Linked DNA regions of Mus musculus: region 2 is linked to region 1. Evidence: chromatin contacts called from public Hi-C data. All regions are on one chromosome and are shown on one strand. The core of a region is the stretch at or near the end of the contact, and the rest is flanking DNA. Distances in the headings are between cores, read along the strand shown.

Evidence for each region. Hi-C and Micro-C count contacts between places; a contact is called where the count stands out from the background.
Region 2: a Hi-C map of rod photoreceptor shows a contact between it and region 1, with 4 times the contacts expected there. The contact joins two enhancer-like sites. A contact is called at or near these places in 3 of 39 promoter capture datasets (the C10 cell line, liver and pre-B cells), 1 of 484 Hi-C or Micro-C datasets (rod photoreceptor) and 1 of 9 other capture datasets (adipose tissue).

Annotation. Positions count from the first base shown.
Region 1 is chr3:19,149,515-19,154,120 of GRCm38.p6, reverse strand. It overlaps Armc1 (armadillo repeat containing 1), which reads left to right. Exons shown (of 7, transcript NM_028840.3): 3 at 4,544-4,606. Among named protein-coding and RNA genes, the nearest start is that of Armc1, 11 kb to the left of the region's middle. Within about 2 kb of position 3,335, at least 13 of the 459 cell types and tissues checked have an H3K27ac peak or open chromatin away from gene starts, as enhancers often do. A contact at or near this core is called in rod photoreceptor, where this site is marked.
Region 2 is chr3:20,004,065-20,008,453 of GRCm38.p6, reverse strand. All of the region lies in intron 14 of Hps3 (HPS3, biogenesis of lysosomal organelles complex 2 subunit 1), which reads left to right. It also overlaps a transcript of Cp not described here. Among named protein-coding and RNA genes, the nearest start is that of Hps3, 29 kb to the left of the region's middle. Within about 2 kb of position 1,568, at least 10 of the 459 cell types and tissues checked have an H3K27ac peak or open chromatin away from gene starts, as enhancers often do. A contact at or near this core is called in rod photoreceptor, where this site is marked.

The DNA of each region.
Region 1 (4,606 bases), core at 2,086-4,585:
ATACAGAGGTATGCTCCATATGTCTATAAGAGATAGGTCTGTGTTGGTAAACTTTGCACATAGAAGGTGGAGGCAGGAGAGTCAGGAATTAAAGGCCAGCCTGGGTCACATGAGATAAGCTGTTTTGATCAAATAACAGCAGAAACAACGTAAGGGAGGAAAGGTTTTTTTTGAGTAGTTCATGGGGAAGGCATACCAAGAGCAGCTTAGTTCATGAGTTCAGGAGATGAGAACATGTGGCGAAGCAACTGAGCAGAGGCCTAGGGATGGGTCTACTCTCCCCACAATTAGTTTAGGCAGACTGTCCTAAAAGAGTACCGACTTCAGAATAGGGGTCCAAGCTGGCTCAACTCCTCCTACTCTGTGGAACCTGTCCTGTCTCACGTTTCTTAGTTTGGGATTACAGGTGTGATGTCCACACAGCTGGCTGGAGTAGGTAATTTTTTGAGGAGAATTTCCTAAGTATAGAAATTAGAATAAGCTGTTTACTGTGGGGGAGGGTAAAACTGCTCATCAATGTTGAGAACTGCTTAGTGCAGTAGTATTGGATTAGGATGATCCTGTGGCTGGATTATTAAACTACTTTTCTTCCCACTTCAGGCCTGCTATAGGCTCTGATGGCCTAATAGCTGGATTTATCCAGGGTTGGTACTTGGCCAGGTAAGTTGGGCAGAATGGCTGTAAGGGACTTAGAATAGGATCATGGCAGGAGTTGGTAAATGGTGAGATTATAGGCGCCAGCCTGAGTAGAAAGGGAGTTGGAAGAGAAGGCTGGAACCAGTGAAGCCTAGAGGCTGGTGGGCCAAAGTTCTAACCAGGATGGCAAGCACATGCACATTTTAGTAGTTGCCCTTTCATAGCATAACTTCAGAACTTTATTTAGTTCAGTGGCCACTCCCAGTTTTATAATGTACATTTTCAATTTACTTGTCCATGTTTAGCCTGATCATATGCTTTATTTATACATGATGTGAGAATTACACAACAATGTGCTACACTTTAGTGTACCATATAGACATCATTTGTCTTCACCTTAGGCATTGATAGTAAATAGGAAAACTGGTTCATGGCTTCCTTGTCAGCATTAGGCTTCCACCTGTGTGTCTTGTGTTCCCTTTTCTCCCATCATTGTGTTCTTTTCATCATATATCATACTTCGTCTGTGTTTCTAAGGCATACATGCTACATACTTCTTTAAACAATGTGTTCTTTCGATCTGTGTATGAGATACTCAGGATTGAACTAGAACCCCATAACGTTCTAAGCAAGCACCTAGCTAAAGCATTTAGTTAGCTCTAAAATATATTTAAAAATGTAAAATACGGTTGTTTTTTCAATTTGTTTTTCCTCACTTGAGACCTGCCTGCCTCTGTCTTTCTGATGCTGGGATTACAGGTGTGTGTCACCACACCCAGTTTCAGTTATTATGCCTCTTGAAAGTTTGGAGGATTTGCGGTGAGGGAGGAATAGGAATTGGGGTGCTGTTGCCCTGTAGTCCAAGCTTGTCTCCAACTTTGGTTTTGTTTGGAGACAGGGTCTCATTTATCCCTGGCTGGCCTGGACTGTAACCTTGTAGACCAGGCTGGCCTCGAGCTCACAGAGATCTGCCTTCCTTTGCCTTCAAGGCATGTGCCACTGTGCCAGGCCTTGCCTTCAACTAGTAACCTCCCTTGTTCACTTTTCCCAGAGCTAAGAGTTGGAGGTATGTGTCACCATATTCAAGTTCAGCTGTCGTTTATACTTATTGTTTTCTTTCCCCTTTCTAGTGTTCTTTATTCCTAAACCTAGGAAGATACTGAGATTTTTACCAACATCTTTTTTATTTTCCTGCCTGAGGAACTTTCTTTTAATTAACATTTGCGGTATAGGTTTGTTATTGTTTCCCTATACTTAAAAAATATTGCTGCTGTTTGTCTCGTGGCTTATGGCTTTTGTTGTTTTTTGTTTGTTTTGTTTTTTCAGATAAGGTCTCACTCTTATAGTCCAGGCTGGCTTAGAAATTACTATGTAAATCACGCTTGCCTGGAACTCAGGGCAATCTGTCTATCTCAGCCTCAGTGTGCTGGGGATACAGGAGTAAGCCACCATATCAGGCTGCCAACTTAGGTGATTTCTAATAAAGTGGTGGACTTGTTTTGAGCATTTTTTATGCTTCTGTACGTGTGTGTGTGTGTGTGTGTGTGTGCACACTCTTGTGTGTGAGACAGAGACTGAGAGGGTTCATTTGTGGAGGTCAGAGGACAGCTTGCAAGATTGGGTTTTCTTCTTCCCCCATATATTCTGGAGACTGATTTCAGGCTATCAGGTTTCCATGGCAACCCCTTTTACACACTGATAATGAGTAAATGCCATCCTGATAATGTTTGTTGTGACTTTATCTATGATGTTTTCCAGGAAATGATTGATCTATGTATTACAGATTTTGATGTATTTTCTTTTCATTGTTTTACTTGGGATTTTTAATTTCTTGGATCTGCGGGTTTAAATCTCAATGTTTTTCTCCGTGTTGAAATTGTCATCCATTGTTGTTTTGAAGGTTTTTATTTTTAATTTTTAGTGAAAGTCTTTCCCCTTTCCAGTGTCTCTGTCCACCACGTATGTTAGAGTATGCTGTCCTGTAGGCACTGATCCCTTATGCCCGTTATATCATCCCAAACACCGGCACCCTACCCTGAGCTCAGGGTCTGTTTCTTTGAGTTTCTGGTGGGATTATTCCCTCACCATGTGGTCTTTTATGCTTTGAATATACAGATTAATACTTAAACAGGACTTCCTCTCTGTAAATCTCTGGAAGTCTTGCTGTGGAAGCTGCAGTGTATCGCAGTGTACCCTTTTATCCCAACATCTTTACTTGCAAATGTTCATTGTAATGATTCATTGGTCTGGTTTGAGGCTTCTGGCTTCTGATACACTGTCAACACTAGAACCTCACTGGGACTCCTCTTGGATATTCAGTTGTTGCCCTCTGTCATGGAGGTTCTGTACCTTTGGATCTCTGCCTTTATGCACTGCAGTTCATAGACAAGTAGATGTAGTTGGAGTAGGGCTGGGTGGTAGCTCAGTTGGTCAGCAACTCTTCCCCATACACCCACTCCACCAGATCAGCTCTCCAGCAGTGTCCTGGCTAGCTTACCCAAGGGCCAAGGCCAGCTCCCCCTCTCATGCCCTCAGGGCCAGCTCACTTGATCCCCTGCTAATAGGATCAGCTCTACTGTACTCCAAGGGAGAGGTGCAGGGCAGTGATGGAGAGGGCAAGGAGCCAGCTCTCCTGTTCTCATACCCTTAGGGCCAACTCTACTGTGCTGCTACCCAGGTGAGAGGTAGGGGACCAGCTCTCCTGAGTGCCGCAGCCAGTGAGATACTAGGCCAGTTCTGCTCAGCCCTTGGACATCAGCCTGGTCCCAGGTAGCAGCCCAGACCAGGGATATCCATGGACATCAACACAGACTGTTGCTGCTGCCGGGCCACAGATCCAGATATAATCCTCAGTGGCAGCAGGGCCAGGACTTCACGATGGCCCCAGGTGGGGGTACAAGCTACTCTCCCACCATTCTGTTACTCACCACCCTGCGTCTCCAGTTCCATCTCTCTCTGCAGTGCTCAAAGCATTCCACTTCTCTTTCTCTCATCTCTCCACCACACACTTGGACATCAAAGTGGCATCTCAGCGGGTGGGCCACGTATCATTTTTTTTACCTGAAAGGCAAAGGCTCAGTGGAAATGTGAATGCTAACTAGGCCGAGATAGCTGTGAATGATGGTGATGAAGGCTGGGGATGATATTTAGATGTGAAGGGAAACAGCCAAACAACCTCAAAAAAGCAGCACGTGAGGGAAACGGTGACAAAAACGTGCTCACGGTGAGAGAAAAAGGACCTGAAAACTTGAAAAAGTTAGCCTAACTCAGCATGTGGCCACTAGTTCATCTTCTAATTTTCTTTTTACTTACTCTGATGTTTTGAGATAGGGTCTCCTGTAGCCCAGGGTGTCCCGAGACTTACTATGCAGTAAAGGCCAGCCTTTGACTCACAGCAAACTCTCCTACCTTAGCCTCCTTCATGGTGAGATTGCAGGCACTGCCACTTTGCCTGTTTTGTTTGTTTTCTATTTAAAATACATTTGAAAGGTGTAATATAGTAAAAACAGGACTCAGTTCATTTTATAAAGTTCACTGTATGCTTTGTCCCCAGCAATTTATTTTAAGTAATGAGCAAAAGCACCTGGGCCAGTGATGGCTATTGGAACTACTTTTTGAGATTACTTAATGGAATATAGCTCCTTGTGGCCTTGTCAAGATGAAATCATAAAGTGGGATAGCCTCGTTTTGACCTTGCAGATAAGGTCAGAAGGTTCGTTTCATCCAGCATGTTTAGTTTTCACAGCCCCTAGGAGGTTACTTTGAACGACACAGTTAAAGGAGAATTAAAAATCAGTTGATGCTGAAAATAAAAACATTTATTTTCTTCTTGGTCTTGCAGTAAGTTATAGGTGACATTAATTTTGAGCAGTTCGGATGTGTGAACTGACTGTTGTTTTGTTTGCAGGCGCTACGCTACTTGGCTGAATGCCGTGCGAATAGAGAAAAGATGAAGGGAGAGCTGGGGATG
Region 2 (4,389 bases), core at 319-2,818, 860 kb before region 1:
ACCCACTGAACCAATACCATCTGCCTTATGAATAATATGTCAAAGTAGTCGTATCTGACCCCAGAAGAGAAGGTTTCAAAAGAATTGAGGGACACAATTATGGTATAGGAATTCTAACTGTTTCTGCATGGGACATGGTAGGCCAGGCCGGGCTGAATGTATCTTTTAATACCATTTGTTGGCCCAAGGGCTGAATATAATTTTCACCTTTCTTTTTCTTTCCTTTTCTTTTCTTTCCTTTTCTTTTCTTTTCTTTTCTTTTCTTTTCTTTTCTTTTCTTTTCTTTTCTTTTCTTTTCTTTTCTTTTCTTTTCTTCTGTTTACTCACTGTAGCAAGCCACATATAGAAATCAATATTTCATGTTAGGAATTCTGAGTTAAACGTTACTCTTGAAAAATTCAGGAGTACTGGCCACCTGTGCCCTGTACTGTTCCTGAGGCCTGGTCTGCCAGATGCTGATGGCTCTGTCTGAGCAGTGCACAGCGTGTTCAGTCTGCACCACTCTTATCTCCACAGCTTCTCATCCAGACGCTGAGGTTCTCGAGTCTTATACCATACCCAGAGGCCCTTAGGCATTTTCTTCTCCATGAGCTTTTTACGATTGGGGTGTATAATTCCTGGTTTAAACTTTAGAAATTGGTCAAAATGTGGACTTTATAGAACATAGAGACAGCTGTTGAGTTGGGGGTGGGTTGGGGAAGGAAAATCAGGAGGCTAGAGTGTTTAGACTCAGTTTCCAGACTGTGGCCTATATTCTTCTATTAAAATCACCAGAATCGGGTATGGTTGTACATGCTTATAATTCTAGCACTTGGAAGGCTGAGACAGAAGAATCATGAATTCAAGTCCAGCCTCAGTAATTTATTAGTTAACTACAACAATATATCACTAAAGGAGATTCTTTCATTGTCTCTTATCTCTAGTACATATAGACACTGCAAGCCCTGAGGTGTTAGCGGCTTGTTTGTTCATTTGATAGCTCAGTCTGAGAAGTACAGTAAATGTGGGAGACAGAATCGGACCTTGTCCTCCCAACACACAGAACAGTGAAGCAAATAAAGTTGTACGTGTAATAGGCTATGAAAATTTTACTGATATAACTTCTAAGCACATTTATAATCACAATCAAACGGTATAATTCAGTGATCATTTAAAATCTCTGTATGTAACAAAAGATGGATTTTTGTTACTTAATCATTCCATTCAACATTTTCTTTTGATTGGGAAGTTGAAGCCAATACTTAAAGTTAGTATTGAAAAGGGTTTGTTGATTGCTGTAATTTTGTTGTGTGTGTTTGTGGGGGAATTCTGCTGTGTTCTTTGTCTTATTCCGTGTTCTTGTTAGATGGCTTCACTTGTTTTCTTTATGTGGCCTTTTGGGCTTGCTTATCCTCTCTTCAGTCTAAAGTATCTTCAGGTTCTAGTATTCTCAGCGGGGCTGGCTTGGTGGATACATTCCTTTAACCTGTTTCTATCATGAAAACTTTCTTTCTTCAACTATGGCAGAGAGCGTTGCTGGGTAAAGAAGTCTGATTTGGCGTCTGTGGTCCTTTGGGGTGCATTGCACCAGACTCTGCTGGTGTTCAGCCTCCATCAGCAGTTTCCTGGTGTGTTTGCCTTTGCATGGGACTTGTGTCCTTTCTCTTGCTGCTTTCAGTATCCTCTGTGTTGTGTATATTTAGTGTTTTAACTTATGTTCCATGGGGAACTTCTTTTCTTCTTCTAGTTGGTGTTCTGTGTGTCTATATGGTTGTGGTTTTCCTTATTCTGGGAGTTTTCTATAATTATGTTGAAAATCTGTTCTATGCCATTGATCTTCCCTCTCATCCGTGCCTCTGCTTTGTAGACTTCTCATAATGCCTCAGTTTCTGCATATTCCCTTCACCCTTTTCTGGGAATTTTTGCTGGTGAAGATGGAAAATATTTTGGTTAACCTTTTCTAAATCTTTCCTCTGGATATACTTCTTTTAAGATTACCCATAGGTCACGTAATCTCAGGCATTAAGAAGGATTACCATCAGCGCTCCCAACGGGTCTGTTTAGCTCCTATTTAGAAGTGTTGGACATTTAGAATTACCTGAGAATGCTTCCAAACTATGGCTCCCTCCCCAACCCTGGGGTTTGGTATGTTTGGCTACAGTTACTACAGGGGCATATTTGTATAGTAATTACTATATGTCATTGGTAGGTTAGAGAGCAATATTTATCAGTTAGAGAGACCATCATGACTAGCAAATATTTGCTCTTTTCCCAGATTGTCCTGGTACCTACCCCTTGTACACATCCCTGCCTATAAAAGTAGAGAACCAGAGAAATCTGCTGAATCAGACCTGAGGCAGAGGGACTTTGGTAGTAAAAAGGAATAAATAGCACATATGTTGAAAGTGAAGAGAGTTGATTTTCAGAACTGAAAAAAAAAATGAAGATGTCTAAGAAACCAACCTTAGCAATATTTTACATTATTTGGGCCGTTTTTAGTTCTGTGATACTTTTGTTGAATATTTACTTTTTAGACAGTGTCTTTTTCTGAAGCCAGGGTGACCTGGAATTCACTGTGTGGCCTGCATTGCCACCAAATCATCTGTTCATGCTGAGCTTGTAGGGTATGATGCCAGGCCTGGCTAGAGTTCCTTATTATACTGATGGTTAGTTACAGTTCTTAAAAAAGCTTTCCAGGCAATCCACTTTGTGCTTGTTTGGACTAGTTTCATTTCAGCTGTGGTTGGGTCCCCAGGCTATTGCCTCTCCTATCACATTTAATCAGGGGTCTGGGCCTCCTTCCATATAAGTAGGAGAGTCTTACTTTATTTCATCCTCCCTATTTTACTACCAGGAAATTATCCAGATAAAATATTTAGTTTGGGATAAGAAAATATACCAACCTTATTTTCCTGGCTACTCCTTGGTAGACATTTGGAATAAAATAATGATGCTGATTAGTAGTGTATAGAGGATGTTCCAGGTCATCCTGTAACTCTGAGATGATACTGTAGCAAAAGAAGATAGAGGGATTAAGAAATAATTATATCTCTTACAGAAGAACAGAAAATGGAGAATATTTTGATGGTAGAATAAAAAGTGCTATAGAATGTGAAAGTTAAAAAATAAGGGATCTGCAACCCTATAGGTGGAACAACATTATGAACTAACCAGTACCCCGGAGCTCTTGACTCTAGCTGCATATGCATCAAAAGATGGCCTAGTCGGCCATCACTGGAAAGAGAGGCCCATTGGACACGCAAACTTTATATGCCCCAGTACAGGGGAACGCCAGGGCCATAAAAGGGGAGTGGGTGGGTAGGGGAGAGGGGGTGGGTGGCTATGGGGGACTTTTGGTATAGCATTGCAAATGTAAATGAGCGAAATACCTAATAAAAAATGGAAAAAAAAAAAAGAAAAAAAAAAAGAAAATAAAAAAAAAAAAAAGAAAAAAAAATAGTAAAGTTGCTTAAAAGGAAAATACTATAGTAAATATGTGACCATTGAAGTAATGCCTGTCATTAGTCCGTGGGAGGTGGTGTTGCTAAACAATCACGTTAGAAGGAAATTGTGCTGCTATTGATTGAGGGAGCAGTGAGATTAAGACACATGGCACAGACTGAGATGTTTGCCACGCAGAGGGAAACGTGGGAAGCTCACTTCTCTCTTCTGTCATCTTGGTCTCAGGGAATGAACTCGGGTCATCAGCCTTCCTCATAGTACAATCACTTCTCAAAAATACATTACATTTTCTTTGTGGTTATTGTTCTAGTTAGCACCTTAGGAGAGGAAAGGATGCGTTTGGCCTAAACTTCCTGGTCATCGTCTGTGGTTTCGAGAGGTCAGGGGAGGAGCCCAGGCAGGAACCTGAAGACACAACGGCCTTCTGTGTAGCGTTACCTCCAGTTAGGGAACTCACTCACAGCCAAGGAAGCACAGCAGACCCCGTGACTGATGCTGCTTGCTAGTTCACCCTACGCTCATGATTACCTGGCTTTTTTTCTTTTTTGTAACTTTTTATTGATTCTTTGTGAATTTCACATCATGCACCCCAATACTACTCATCGCCCCTGTTCCTTCGTATCTATCCTCTGCCCTTGCAGCCTTCCCCCAAAAGATAAAAAAACAAACAAACAGAAAAAGGAGGTGGGCATGGAAGACACCTCATCATGGAAGCTGTAGTGTATGGCGTGTCACACACTATAGCCTTTTGTCTACACATCTTTATTTGCAAATGTTCATTGTCATTGGTCTGGTTTGAGGCCTCTGGCTTTTGCTGCACTATCAGTACTAGAACCTCACCAGGACTCCTCTCGGATATGCTGTTGTTGCCCTGTGTCATGGAAATCTTGCAGCTTTGGATCTGCTGGGCTGGTCCCTTCACCAGCTCTAGCAGTTCACAGTAGTAAC